Regions from separate parts of the Sus scrofa genome. Here all the other regions are linked to region 4. Evidence: chromatin contacts called from public Hi-C and promoter capture Hi-C data. All regions are on one chromosome and are shown on one strand. Each heading gives the region's core, a stretch centred on a gene start, on an enhancer-like site or on the middle of the called end of the contact. The rest is flanking DNA. Distances are from core to core; before and after follow the strand shown. Region 1 has its middle 30 kb from the start of MIR29A. Region 2 holds the start of COPG2 (coatomer protein complex subunit gamma 2). Region 3 holds the start of KLF14 (Kruppel like factor 14). Region 4 holds the start of KLHDC10 (kelch domain-containing protein 10).

Region 1 (3,726 bases), core at 369-2,868, 650 kb before region 4:
TTTTTTGTTTTTGGTCTTTTCAGGGCCCCACCTGTGGCCTACGGAAGCTCCCAGGCTAGGGGTCCAATCAGAGTTGAAGCTGCCAGCCTACACCACAGCCATAGCAATATTGGATCCAAGCCATGTCTGCAACCTACACTACAGCTCATGGCTACTCCAGATCCTCAACCCACCAAGGGAGGCCAGGGATTGAAGCCACGTCCTCATGGGCACGAGTCAAATTCATTTATTACCGCTGAGCCACAAATGGGAACTCCCCTTTTTATATTTTTGGTGTTGCATTTTTATACTGTGTATTCACTAACCCATTATGGTAGCTTAATTATTTTCAATACTCTTTTCCTTTGACTTTTATACTAAAGTTATGTGGTTAACAAACTATCCTGTTACAGATTCAGTTTCTAGGTCCGATTGCACATTTATCTTTACCAGTGTGTTGTATATTTTATATTGGGGGGGTGGTCATTGTTTAGCTTCTTTTCATTTCAGCTTGAAATTTTTCTTTCAGCATTTCTTTCATGGCAGGTCTAGTGGTGATGAACTCTCTCAGCTTTTGTCTAGAAAAAGCTTTATTCATGTCTGAAGGATAACTGCCAGATAGACCAATCCTGCCTAGCAAGTTTTTTCTTTCAACATTTTGAATATATCATTCCACTCTCTTTTGCCCTTTAGAGTTTCTGTCGAAAAACCCAATGATAGTCCAATGAGGGTTCTTTTGTATGTTACAACTTTTTTCTCTAGATGCTTTTAGAATTTTGGGGGCCATGCCCACAGCATGCATAAATTCCCAGGCCAGGGATTGAACCCAGTTCACAGCAGTGATAATGCCAAATCCTTAACTGCTAGGCCACCAGGGAGCTCCTCAGAATTCTTTCTTTATCACTGATTTTTGACAGCTTCATTGTAATGTGTCTTAGAGGTCTTTTTGTGCTGAGATAACAGGGTGACCTATTAGGTTTTGTGTATTTGGATGCCCATTTCTTTCCCCAGGTTGGGAAGTTCTCAGCTATTACTTCTTTAAATAAATTTTCTGCTCCCTTATCCCTCTCTTCTCCTTCTGGAACCCCAATTATTCCAATATTTATCCTTTTAATGGAATCCTATAGGCCACAGAGGCTTTCTTTGCTCTTTTTCATTCTTGTTTTATTTGTTGGTCTTTTGCTGGGTTATTTCCAGATCCCTATCCTCTAACTCACTTATTCTATTTCTCATCGGCTCTATTGCTGATTCTCTCTATTGCATTTTTCATTTCATTTATTGAGTTCTTCGGCCCCAGAAGCACTGTCTGGTTCTTTTCTGTGGTTTCTATCTCATTTGGGAAATTTTCATTTTGCTCTTGTATTTTTTTCTGGGATTTCAGTGAATTGTCTGAGTTTTCTTATAGCTTAAGTTACTTCAAAATAGCTCTTTTGAATTCTTTACTGGCTAGGTCACAAAATTCTGTGTCTTTGAGCGTGGTTACTGGAGAATTATTTTCTTTTTGTGATGGCAGGTTTCTTTGATTTTAAATGTTTTTTACGGTTTTTGCATTACTGCTTTCCTGTTTGAAGTGAGAGACTCCTTGAATACTTTGTTAGCTGCTTTCTGATGACATAGTCTGTTCAAAAGTGTTGTTATCTGTGGTTTTATGTCTTTGTATTGGTACATTACTCCACTCTTCTTGCTCCCCCGTGTGGCACGATTCTGAAGCTTTTATGTCTATGATTCTGACCAGTCACCAGGCGGGCCCCTGGAAACCTCTCATTTGTTTTCCAGAAGGTGGCGCTATGGCTCCAGTTTGTGGTTTCTCCCTTGCCCACTCAGTGTGGCCTGTTTCTCAGGGTGCACCCCATTCCCAGGAGTTTTCTCTTCATGCTGCACTCTGAAGCATGCACACAGAGATGCCACACACTGTGGGGAGATGTGGGTTTAGCCCTGGGACGTTGGGGGTGCCCATGGATCTGGTTGGAGGACTCCCAAGTGTGGTACTTCCAGAGGCTTGTGGGTGGGCTTCCTGATGAGTGCAGTCCACAGGAAAGGTGTCCCTTCTCTCCCTCCAGTCACAAAAGCCCCACCTCAGTACTCTGGGGGCTGTTGGGGAGAAACGGGTTTGTCCCACACAACTGGAGTAGCTGGGTACTTAACTGCCATCATTTTCCCCGAGAGAGGGTGCCGCCACTGGATACATCAGCCTGGAGCAGTGCTTCCTCAGAGGAAGGGGGCGGGGGAGGTGCTTGGAAAATTTCTCTTACCACCCCCTCTGCCGCTTCCAACCTTTTATTATTATTGTTGTTTTTCTAGAATGGTGTGCTGGAACCTCCCCTCGGGAAGGCTGGACTTGTGCAAATTCTCTCTCATTCAAGGGGATCTGCCCCGGTCAGCACTCTCCAGGTTTTTTTTTCAACACATCAAGAGGGGGTTCTATGCAGGTTTGCTGGCTCTTCTAATTCTGCAGTCTGCACCAAAATCTGTCTGCCTATTACTGGATGCACAGGTAGGTGAGTCTCTTGGTGAGTGATGCTGGGTCCCACAATTCCCACAGAGGTGATTTTTTCATAGATGGATGTCTGTCTTGTTTAAAAAATGGGATTAAAAAGACGGATGTCTTATATTGCTGTGATGCTGACATCACTCCCCCAATGTAATGTTCATTCTTTATGATATACTCTATGGCTAGAAAAACATTGTGTACACAAAATAATACGATAAGGAGTGTGATAGCTGTTAAAGCTGCCACCTTCTGGGCACATGGTGGGATTATTCTTCTGGCTCTTTGTGGATGGGCAGGGCTGGAGCCATGTACAAACTGTAGACTGTGGCGCAGAACTTGAACTTTATTAGGACCCACCTCTTGGTGGGTTTAGGGGATGAAATGATCCGGCTCGCATTTGAAAGGGATCATTCTTGCTGTTGTATGGAGGATGGATTGTTGAGGGCAAGTGTGGAACCACAGAAGCACTTCAAAAGCTAGGAATGGTGAGATATGATGGTGACTTGAACGTCATTGGTTACAGGCAAAATAGAAGTGGAATTTGGGGGGATGCATTTTGCAAATGGATCTGACAGGACTGACCCAAAAAGTGGAAAACAGGGGTTGAAGGAAGGAGAGGGATTGCAAATGCTCATTGTTTTGGTTGAACATATGGTAGTAGGGCCATTGACTAAGTGGGAGCAAATGAACGACTAACAGGTATGAAGAGACGGAATGGAGCTGATTTTTTTTCTGTATTAGCTTTAGACGGTTATTACACTCTACGTGCACATACATAAAGCACCCCATTCACAGGGAACCCTGAGAACCAAAGATGTACATATATTTGGGCATCACTAGCATATAAATTGTGTTTAATATAAAGGACTAGATTAGACCATCCAGGGAGAATATAGATAGGAAAAAAAAAGATGTGAAGACAGGAGAAAAGTCAAGCAAATATGTGGCCATAGAAGCCAAAAGAAGACAGTGTTTTGTTTTTTTGAAATTTTAGGTCACCAACATTTTTTTTTTTCCCCCACTGTACAGCAAGGGGATCAAGTTATCCTTACATGTATACATTACATTTTTTCCCCCACCCTTTGTTCTGTTGCAACATGAGTATCTAGACATAGTTCTCAATGCTACTCAGCAGGATCTCCTTGTAAATCTATTCTAAGTTGGGTCTGATAAGCCCAAGCTCCCGATCCCTCCCACTTCCTCCCTCTCCCATCAGGCAGCCACAAGTCTCTTCTCCAAGTCCATGATTTTCTTTT
Region 2 (3,337 bases), core at 237-2,736, 510 kb before region 4:
GGAAGAAAGAATCACTCCAGAACATAGAATCTAATCTGATTAGAATTCTCTGATTTTTCAAAGGCATAATTCTGTTAAGGTAACCCAGTTTACCTCTATAACCAGAACGCTTAATATCTCAGTCTGCAGCATTTATTAGACGTATGGTGACTTTACAGTTTCCCTCAAGAAAAATGAGTGGATATTTACTTATGTATCTAAAGGGCCCATTATAGGGCTTTTCCTAAACAAAGACAATCTACTGTGAAATTGAGCAATGTCTCCACTTCAAGCAAAAGAGAACCTAGCATCTGCTCCTTCCACCAATGGTCCATGTTTACCAGGCATCCAAGTAAAGAAAGATAACAGAATGGTTTGAATTGGGGCCATGAAGGCTGGTTAGGAGTCTGTCCAAGAAACAAACAGGACCTGAATTAAGGTGATAGCAGTAGGAATAAGAAAACAGATTTAAGGGATATTTACAAGGTATAATGCTTCAAAAAAGTGCGGAGGGATGGGAGCAAGAGCCCACAGTGGAGGCGTGACACTGAGGCCAAAGGTAGAAACAGTGTCTTAGTTGTTCTTTCAGACAGGAGAAGGGAAAACCAACATACATTTTAGGAAAAGACCAAGAGGAATATGAACATCCAAGTGAATGTACCTTAACTTAGTAAGAATGGGTACAAATGGAATCATTTGAAAGGGTGGAATTAAACAGGGAAGAATTGGCAGTGTTTTAAATAGCTTGTTGAGGAAGGAAAGAATTATAAAGAAGGCTGGGAAAGGCAGTCCGTTGTCCAAAATCTTCCCTCTTGGTAAGAGTAAAGATCAGCTTTCTCGGCCCTTCAAGTGGGTCTCTTTTCATGCCTCACATTAAGTGTCCTTCTGAGCCCTCTGGAAACCCACACTCACGAAGGTTCCCTGTGCTTTGTTGCAGTCTCCAAGAAGTCTGAGAGCGCCTTGCCAACTTCCCAAATGATCTGGGAACCATTAACCCTTTCATCGCTTCTGGAGGAGAAGCCCACCAGAACTGCACCAGGAGCGAGCACGTTCCGCAGTGGAAGGGCCCAGCAGTGGATTATAAAAAATGCCACTGTTACTAAGTGAAAACAAACCCTTCCATGCCCCTCGCTTCGTCTCCACAGACTGAAGGGCCTACAGATGCCGTCATCTAGGGCGTGCAACCAAATAAACGAACTTACTGCTCACTGCAGGCCTAAGCTGCCGGGTAGCTTGCAGGGTGGGCCATGGCTCACCCCGCTCCGCCACCAACGACTGAAGGGGCGGGGACGCGGCCCCGGGGGCTCACTGCCTGGCCCCGCCTCCGCGCGGCTGGGGAAGGAGGAGAGGGCGTGGTCACGTCCCTTGAGGGTGAGAGCGGCCGCGGCCGGCGGGGAGGGCGGGCCTTCTCTCCGAGTGACGGGACCGGGGCCCAACCGGCGCCAAAGCACGGGGCCGGCCTTCCTGGAGCCTCTTCCGCTTGCCGGCTGCGGCGCCTGGGACGGTTGCGGTGGGTCTGGGCGCTGGGAAGTCGTCCAAGATGATTAAAAAATTCGACAAGAAGGACGAGGAGTCTGGTACGCGCAGGGCTTCTGACGCCCATCCTCAGCCGCGAGGGCCCCTCCCCCCCGCCGCCGCCACCTGCTCCGGGGACTGCGCACCTGGGGGCGTGGGCGTCGGTGTGCCAGGGGGCCGGAGTTGGAGCCCGGCCCCTCCTCCGCCTCGCTCAGCTCCAGCCCGGGGCCTGCCCCTAGCCCCTCCCCCGGTCGCCGGAGCCTCCCCTCGGGTCGCGCGCTCCCTCCCTGGCGCCCGCGCGATGCCTCGGGCAGCTCGGCGGCCCCGCCCCCAGCCCCCTCCCCCGGCGCAGCTCCTCGGAGCCACCTCCGCTGGTACGCCGGGGGTGGGCTTCCCGCCAAAGAGGCGGGCGCAAGGCAGGGGGCGGGGGCGTGTGTGTGCGCGTGCGGGAGGCGGGGGGTGGGGAGGGTCGGGGCTGGGGACTGGTAGTGTTAGGCCCGGAGTGGATTTGCTAAAAATAGGATAGTGTGTGAATGAACCTTGGGGTGCCTTGTATCTTACAGTCTTCCTGGGGCCCATTTGCTCTGTCCGCTTCCTTGGGGGCAAGGCTGTTGTTCCGTGATACCTAGCTCATTTAATACTCAAGCACCCGAACGTGAGTTGTATTTTGATACCCATCTTTGGTCCAGAGCAAAAGCGGAAGCTGCCAAGCCACCTCAAAAAGCAAAACAAACACAACAAAAACCCTCAGTGATTGATAGCTACTTTCAGGAAACGAAATCGAAGATTAGGTTAGTAAACCTCTGTGACCCTTTCCAGCTTGGAATTTATGTATCATCTGATGAACTCTTCTGCTTCGCAGTAAATGATAGAAACACATAAAGCAGTGCTCTCCTTTAGAGAAATCCAAAGGATCCTACCACAATCTCATTAATCTTAGTTGTGTGGCCACGACAGATATTTGTAACATTCATCTCAAAAGAGGGCAGGAAAAGAAGACACTCATTTCAGGCAGGGTTTCTGCAAAGGAGAAGTACAAGTTCTTACAGGTTAGCGAGGACAGAGCTAGTGCCAGAATCAAAATGATTTTAACCAATTTATATGAGTATTAGTGATGGTTATCACTGTGATATCCAAATGGTCATTTCACTTGGGTGAGATTTCCCAAGCATTCAGTACCCTTCTCTAGAAAGAGTTTGTGTAGGACAGCTATTAAAGACATTTTTTGTTTTGTCTTGTTTTATGATATAGGTAGTGGTTCCAATCCTTTTCGGCATCTGGAGAAGAGTGCTGTCTTACAGGAGGTATGGCTTGGAAGTGTTCCATTTTAGAATGCTGGACTGAGGGCCCCAGGCTATGTGGTACAAATTAAGAATCATGGAGTGTAACCAAGTTCAGAGAATATAGACTTGAGGGAAAAAGAAGAAGGGTTAACTTGTCGTAGGAGAGTCTAGACCTTATAGAAATGCAAAAATATGTAGACTCTATCACATGTTGAGAATTTTAAATAAAACCCCAAACGAGGTGTTTAATGCAAGGTTATTGAAGGAAATTATAGATAATAAGCTCATTATATTCAAACGATTTAGCTAAATATTGTTATTCTTAATAGGTAATGCCCAGTAGCAGCTGATCTAAGGAAATTAGAATGGATAGTAAAGAATGGAAAAGCAAGGCTGCATCTAATTATTATAATAAATTGAAAAATGTAAGAAATATTATTTGGCTACTGTGATTAAAATATATTATAGTATTTATTATATTAAAGTTTATTTTTAATACATTTTAATAACCATGATGGAAAAGATAGAAAATAAACTATGAATAACAGCTTTTTATTTCC
Region 3 (3,629 bases), core at 276-2,775, 580 kb before region 4:
TAATATGTGTAGATTGAGAGTTAATTGTCTAAAATTTTGAGGCAAGCAGCTTTATAATAATTATCTGGTTTAGAATGGAATCTCCATAAAAATAACAAAGCTGACAAGGTCATAAAACTACTGAAATGAATAAAGTAGATTCTAGAAGTATCAACATGAATAGTTCTCAAAATCATATTGAGGGGAAAAAGTAAGTTGCAAAATGATATGTACACTAAATGTATCATTTATCAAGAAAATTTAAAATATATAAGCATGCAAATATTGGTAATTAGGTAATAAAGTATCATGACAGTGCTAGAAGAATACACACTTTATGATACTGATTACCTAGGCAAGGCGGGAGAAAGGTGAATGAAACTGGGGAGAGAAACTAGGTGACAGTCAACTCTCTCTGGAATCTTTGATACAAATAAAAAACCTGAAGCAAATATGACAAATATTTCACATTTGATTATTCTAGGAATTAATGTATGTTACTCTGGAGGTACATGCATTTTTAATTTTCAAAAGAAAAAGTACTAAAGAATTACAAACTGCACATAATTCAATAATATATAAGTAAAGCTTGTATACATCAAAAACCATACTGTGACCGTTTTTAGAAATTATCCTGTTTGCTTTTTTGTGTGTTTTTATTTTAATTTTTTAAAAATCAAAGGAGGAAAAAAATGAAAGCAGTGAAGAAATGTAAACATATATATACACAGATATCTGATTATATAAAAAGAAAAACCTCCACAATCACAAACACCGTAAGAGCAATCTATATAATTTGCTGCGTTTCCTTATTTTTAATTTTTGTCAACAGAAAAATAAAAGATGTTGCCTAATTGGAAACGTGACTTTCTATTATTAAAATTGTGGGAGTCCATTTTAATGTGTTTATCTCGCTGCTAGTCTATAATTTATATTTCAGCGTGGAAATTTGTTTGTATGCATGTGACAGGTTAATGCAGTTTAAACATGCATTTTTCTTTCGTTGCTTGAATAGTTAAATCGTTACTCAAAGGATTTTAAGTTTCAATTTCAACCATGAGAGGATTCTTTGCTTTTTCAAGGTTAAAAATGTTTCTGGTTCAAAATGCTATTAATTAATGGCTACGTAGTGGCTCTACTTAGGGAATTGGTACCGACCCTGGGTTAACAGTGGAACTGTAAATGAGAAAACTTTCTTTGATGAAGACACGGGGATATTTTAAATTTGATCTGAGAGCGGCAGACAGAAGTGAAATGTAATTCCAGCCCGCTTAACCAGCAATCGTAATTATGAATCGAAAGACATGTCATGTATAAGCATTTTTTTTTCCTTAAAAAAAAAAGTTTCTCGGACTCCGCCGGACACCCAGCTGGCGGAGGACCAGCGGGCGAGGGGGGGCGAAGCCGGCAGGCTGCCCAGAAGTTACGATCGGGGAGTTTTCTCTTTATTAAAATTACCTGGCTCACCAGCAGAGGCAAGAACGCGAAGACAAGATAATTTCTTAGGCTGTTAAAAATGACTTAGCCCGGTGGACCGCGCGTTCCGAGGGGGTGTCCTGCGGGCCGGGGCGGGTCCCGCCGCCCCCGCGGGCTCCGGTGCGTCAGGGGCGCGTCAGGCGGGGCGGGCTCCGCGCGGGCGGCGGCAGCGGCGGCGGCAGCGGGTGGCGGGTGGCGGGTGGCGGGTGGCTGGCGGCGCGCACCGGGCCTCCTGCTTCTCGCTCCGAGGCTGCGGGACGGACGCTCCCGAGAACTCTCTCGCCCGCGGCCGGCCGCGCTCGGACGGCGCGCGCCGGCGGCCCGGCGGTGCCAGCATGTCGGCTGCCGTGGCGTGCCTGGACTACTTCGCCGCTGAGTGCTTGGTGTCCATGTCCGCGGGTGCCGTGGTTCACCGCCGCCCGCCGGACCCCGAGGGCGCGGGCGGAGCGGCAAGCTCGGAGGTGGGTGCGGCGCCGCCGGAGTCCGCTCTGCCGGGACCGGGGCCACCGGGGCCCGCGTCGGTCCCCCCGTTCCCCCAGGTCCCCGCCCCCAGCCCCGGCGCGGGCGGCGCCGCGCCCCACCTGCTGGCTGCAAGCGTCTTGGCTGACTTGCGCGGCGGCTCTGGGGAGGGCTTCGGGGAGTACTCGGGGGAAGCTCTGCGTGCCTCGTCCAGCTCCTCCGACCCGACCCCGTGCTCCGGCACGCCCCGGTGCTCCCAGCCGACCCTGGCCTCCAGCGCGGCGGAGGTATCCGGACCCGCGCGCTCTCCCGGCGCGCTCGTGGTCCCAGGCGCGCCAGCGGTCCCCGGAGCGCCTGCCCACCCTGGCGGGGTCCCTGGCGTGGCCCCTGGAGCCGGCCCCACCCCCGCCACGGGTTCAGTACCTCGTCGGAGGCCAGTCACACCTGCTGCCAAGCGCCACCGCTGCCCCTTCCCGGGCTGCAACAAAGCCTATTACAAGTCATCGCATCTGAAGTCCCACCAGCGCACCCACACGGGTGAGCGCCCTTTCTCCTGCGACTGGCTCGACTGCGACAAGAAGTTCACGCGCTCCGACGAGCTGGCCCGCCACTACAGGACGCACACGGGCGAAAAGCGCTTCTCCTGCCCCCTCTGCCCCAAGCAGTTCTCCCGGAGCGACCACCTGACCAAGCACGCCCGTCGCCACCCAGCCTATCATCCCGACATGATTGAGTACCGGGGGCGCCGTCGCACTCCCCGCGTCGACTCGCAACCCGCCAACCTGGTGGACAGCTCCGGCTCCGTCCCCGGGCAGGTGCCCAGCTTCACTACCTGCTTGCCTGACAGTCATTGCTGATAGCCGTCCCCTCAAGGACGATCCCCCAGGCCGTTGTCCTTGCTTTCTCTCAACCCATCCCTCTTTCCCAGAGTGATTAGACCAAGGCACAGACTGGCTTCTCCGCTGTGAAAGTGGGTCCAGGCAGGCACGTTGGACCCTGGGGAGGGACTGAGGGCCCGAAAATAACAGGAATTCTTACAACACGTATATCATCCAAAAGGGGGGGTTGCCTCAAGACAACCCTCAGGAACTTGTAAGAAGGGATGAACTCTGGTACTCTCTAGAGTCCTGAAGATTCTCCCTTCCATGGGAACCAGAGATGTGAAACTGGAATTCTCAGGTGCCTGAGGAGCTCCCAGTCTCAAAGGACTCTGGTGTTTTACCCACCCACCAGGGCGGACCTTGGAGAGGGTGTCAGGGGTGGCAGTCTTGGAAGTATCCAGGACTGGAATGGTGAGAGGCCTTTGGAAACAGAAATGATTTCTATTTCTGTAAATGGCAATGTTTACTAATGTATTTTTAGTATCTTTTAAACAGGGATCCCAAGTTGATAGGAGATTGATGTCGTCCACTCCCCGATTGCCCCAGCTACCTCTTCCAGGAGAGGCCATGTAAGCGTCTATGTGGATGTATGGCTGGGAGATGCTTTTGGTGTCTGGGGAGTGATGCGAGTCTGTTTGCAGGTCCTATTGCAAGGGTTGGAACCTTGCAGCTGCGTCGTAGCTTTTCTTCTCATTTGGAGTCCTACTTGGAGGGGTAACTTCCTGGCCCACTCACAAGATTGGTTTAAAATTTTGGAAACAATCATAAAAGCACGAGAAATAAAAGGGTGGTCCAGGCTAGTTCCCACCTCACCAAGAGGGCAAACCCAAGTGA
Region 4 (3,457 bases), core at 863-3,362:
AGTAAATACTGAAACATCAGATCAATTCTGGGAATTTCAAAGCAAATACTGAAACATCAGATCAATTCTGAGAATGAAGTAAAGACAGAGGCTTCCTACTTGGAAAAGGAAGACTGAAGTGACAGTCAAGGGGAAAAGAAAGCAGAAAGAAGAGCTGATTCATTGCATGAATTTTCAGAGTTTAAACACATTTATCTTTACCTATGGCCAAATGGCTGTTCTGGGCCTTGTGTGCTAAGAAAATGCAGAAATAGCTCCACACCTTAGCACTTTATCAGAAATCATGGCTTCGACTGCCATCAGGTGGTAGCAGTGGGAAGTGCACCAAGCAGTTTCTTGAAGCCTGGGAATGCCTATATGCAGACTATGATATAATTAATCTAAGATCAAAGACCTAAAGATTGCAGTAGTAGAGGACACACTAGTGGATAGTCCTTGGTAAGAGATTTATCTTCTAACCTGCTAGTACACAAAAATGAAAGGTTATGCTATTAAGTTGGGGTAAGAAAAAAGATTTCCCCTTTTTCTTTTTCATGTTAAAGAACACATATTTAGCAATATCTAGTCTGACACTATCATCTCAAACCCAGCTCCTGGTGAATCACATATTTGACTAAAACTGCTTCATTGTTCATTTTAATGGCGCATATAAATGCACTAATATGCATTTCCAGCACACATCAATAACCTTATCACAAACATAAGCAATCGACACAGTGAAAGTGCAAAATTCCCTTTATCTTCGAATTAATAAGATAATTTTTGACTACTTATAAGTACAAGGCACGGTAGTAAACACAATTCAAAAACAATTCAAAAAACAATTCAAAAACCATCATATTCTCAAGATTCATCAGTTAAACAAACATATCACTGATAAAATCAACCTCAATCTTGTTTACAAAAACATGGTGAATGATTAACACATCATTTTCTCTTTATGGCAAAAATAAGCTTGCCCAATATAATATTTGACACTCTAGGTAGTACACCTTCATTTTATTGTGCTAAATATTCACTTGCAAAATGTAGCTCTTTAAAATTGTCTGCACACACATCGATTTGATTTGTCTGATTTTCAAGGCATATCAACACAAGAATAGGAAATTGTGGGCAAAAACGTGAAATAATCACACTGAGGTACATTATTCCAGTTCTCAACCATCTGTTTTCATATGGTAGACACAGCATAATTTTGTCACTTCAAAATTATACATTTTTCATCTTCATTTCCTCCCGTTAAAATTCAAACACACTATCGATTCTGTCTCTGGACATTCCAAAATATTAATAACTCTACTAGTTTTCCCTAATTCTCACGGTTCTGTTTCCCACCCACCCTTCTTACTCCTTTTTTGTTTCAGAATGCCTAACTTTTACACGAGGTATTTTGTTTTGTTTTCCAAAATCTCTCTTTGGAATGCTCTTCCCTCTTCTCTCCTTAAAAATGATTTCCCACAGCTAGGCGCCAATGTCTTTCTTTTTTTTTACACGATCAAACTGCGGAAGAGGACGAGACCGGGAATCGAGTAAGGAAACATTTGGGAATGTCAATGAGACAGCGACCTCTCCTTTGAAAAGAAAACACAACTCTCAGCACAGAGCTTTCAACAGAGCAAAAATACTTTGTTTTCCCGCTTTACTCCTGTTCCCTCCCTGACCTCAAAGACACCTTTCCTTAGCTCTGAGCCCCGGTCGCTCTGCTACGCCCGGGGCCTGCCTTTCCACCTCCCAAAGAAAAGAAAGCCAAGGAGAAAAGAAAAGGAAGCAGTAGCCTTCCCGCCGCGTCCGCGGGCTATCAGGACCGTGTCCCACGACTCACCTGGCAGGTGCGGCCGCCCGGAGAGTTGCACGAAGCGGTTGAGCTGGCCAGTCCCCCGACCCCCGCTGCCCCCACTGCCCCCGCCGGCCCCGCTACCTCCGCCGCCGCCGCCACCTCCTGCGGCGCCTCCTCCCCTCCGGCGGTTCCTGTCCCAGCCCTGGGCGGCCGACATGACCCGCTAACGACTGCCGCAGCCCGGTCGCGGCAGCCCGTGGCCCGGCGGCACTAGCGGAGCCTCCTTCCTGCGCTCCTCAAGAGACCCGGGAGACAGGGGAAGGGGGAGCGCCCGGTCTCACCAGCGACCAATGACTGACTTACTTGGTGACAGGCAGCCAATGGCCAATCGTCTTCTTGGCAGGTTGAGAGAGGCGGGGAGAGACGTGGTAACCATAGCTATGGCTAAAAAAAAAAAAAAAGTCGGGGGAGAGAAAGGCAGAAGCAGCCACTCATCACTCACATCCACCGCGTTAAGGCAGCCCGCATCGCGTTGACTCCGGCGGGATCAGGCGGGCCAATCGAAGGCCGAGTGAGAGAGACCACGCCTGCAGAAAGAGTCCCCGCGGCAGCCCTGACTCGAGGAGTTCAGGATTCGGGAACTCTTCCGCATAAACACCTAAATCAGAAACGGGACGCGCACATATTACACATATTTGGGGGCAATGCAGTGTCTCGCTTTACAGACTGAGATCCCTTTCTCTGACACACACAAAGAGCGCTCTTCGAGGGGAAAATAGCCAGGGGCGGAGTCTAAGCTTAACTAAGGGAATGAGGTTTCATTTGTCTTGTCTTTCAGCCGACTGGCGGAATTCCTCCTCAATTCAATATAAGCCACGTCGCAAGCAAACAATTTTAAACCTGGTTAACAAACGTGGGAAGATGTTCAACCTCACCAGTAATCATAAAAATGCAATTAAAGACCCCAGTGAGAAACCACTTCAGGCTTATGAAGTTAGTAAAGATTTTTTAAAATAACATCCAGCAGTGAACAGAGCGCCAAGAAAAAGGTTCTTTCATAGGTGATTGATGGCTATGTAAATGCTTTTGTTCAATCAAACTCCTTTTTGCTCTTAGAAAATTTGAATCAGCTGCAAGACAGGAACAGGTACTGAGAATCAGGATCAAAGGAAAAGGTCGATGTACAGATCAGAAATTGCTATTGTTCCAAAATTAAACAGAGTTTGGCTTTGAACTTACTGGGCGCGGGGCAAAGTGGGAAAATAGAGTGTTTACTGATGTTTGAATGGTAAGGGGAAATTATATACATTCCTCGAGGGAAAGAAAACTTTTCAAGATTCTTAGATCTGAGGACGTTTTTCTTCCTTTCTTTCTTGCTTGACGCTTCCTATAGGAGAGAAAAGCAAAGAAAAAAAATCTGCTGAGTTGATGATGCTATTCCCTTAGTGCAAATTTCACATCCCCCAAGGGCCCCGCCTCCTTGTTTTGCTACTTCCAGGCCCTGTGGAAGTATTTCACCCATGAAGCATTAGAAAGCACTGCTTACAAAAATGAGACATGAAAAAAAAGCTCTAAGGTTCTAAGATAGGAAAATCAAAATTAATAAATCTTAATTTTTAAAGAATCTGTACCACTGAGTAATCAAATAGTAGATGAAGAAAATTTTCTTTTCATAGCAAC

Evidence for each region. Promoter capture Hi-C pulls out the DNA fragments that hold promoters and counts their contacts. A called contact is a pair of places that touch in the nucleus more often than the background predicts.
Region 1: a contact with region 4 is called in a Hi-C map of embryonic fibroblasts, with 4 times the contacts expected there. The contact joins the enhancer-like site here to the promoter of KLHDC10 in region 4. A contact is called at or near these places in 3 of 5 promoter capture datasets (fetal liver, fetal skeletal muscle and liver), 18 of 47 Hi-C or Micro-C datasets (adipocytes, alveolar macrophages, blood and 11 more) and 2 of 2 datasets of contacts at active chromatin or transcription factors (alveolar macrophages and skeletal muscle).
Region 2: a promoter capture Hi-C map of liver shows a contact between it and region 4, with 4 times the contacts expected there. The contact joins the promoter of COPG2 here to the promoter of KLHDC10 in region 4. A contact is called at or near these places in 3 of 5 promoter capture datasets (fetal liver, fetal skeletal muscle and liver), 7 of 47 Hi-C or Micro-C datasets (embryonic fibroblasts, fetal liver, heart right ventricle and 2 more) and 2 of 2 datasets of contacts at active chromatin or transcription factors (alveolar macrophages and skeletal muscle).
Region 3: a contact with region 4 is called in a promoter capture Hi-C map of fetal liver, with 6 times the contacts expected there. The contact joins the promoter of KLF14 here to the promoter of KLHDC10 in region 4. A contact is called at or near these places in 2 of 5 promoter capture datasets (fetal liver and fetal skeletal muscle), 2 of 47 Hi-C or Micro-C datasets (embryonic fibroblasts and liver) and 2 of 2 datasets of contacts at active chromatin or transcription factors (alveolar macrophages and skeletal muscle).

Annotation. Positions count from the first base shown.
Region 1 is chr18:18,068,438-18,072,163 of Sscrofa11.1, forward strand. No RefSeq gene overlaps it. Among named protein-coding and RNA genes, the nearest start is that of MIR29A, 30 kb to the left of the region's middle. Within about 2 kb of position 1,619, at least 2 of the 83 cell types and tissues checked have an H3K27ac peak or open chromatin away from gene starts, as enhancers often do. A contact at or near this core is called in embryonic fibroblasts, where this site is marked.
Region 2 is chr18:18,207,892-18,211,228 of Sscrofa11.1, forward strand. It overlaps COPG2 (coatomer protein complex subunit gamma 2), which reads left to right and starts at 1,487. Exons shown (of 24, transcript NM_001246238.2): 1 at 1,487-1,556; 2 at 2,746-2,798. The coding sequence starts at 1,520. TSGA13 (testis-specific gene 13 protein) reads left to right here. Exons shown (of 8, transcript XM_005673166.3): 8 at 917-1,186. The coding sequence ends at 1,086.
Region 3 is chr18:18,145,599-18,149,227 of Sscrofa11.1, forward strand. KLF14 (Kruppel like factor 14) reads left to right here and starts at 1,526. Exons shown (of 1, transcript NM_001134348.2): 1 at 1,526-3,579. The coding sequence starts at 1,791. The coding sequence ends at 2,771.
Region 4 is chr18:18,720,978-18,724,434 of Sscrofa11.1, forward strand. It overlaps KLHDC10 (kelch domain-containing protein 10), which reads right to left and starts at 2,113. Exons shown (of 10, transcript XM_021079115.1): 1 at 1,919-2,113. The coding sequence starts at 1,994.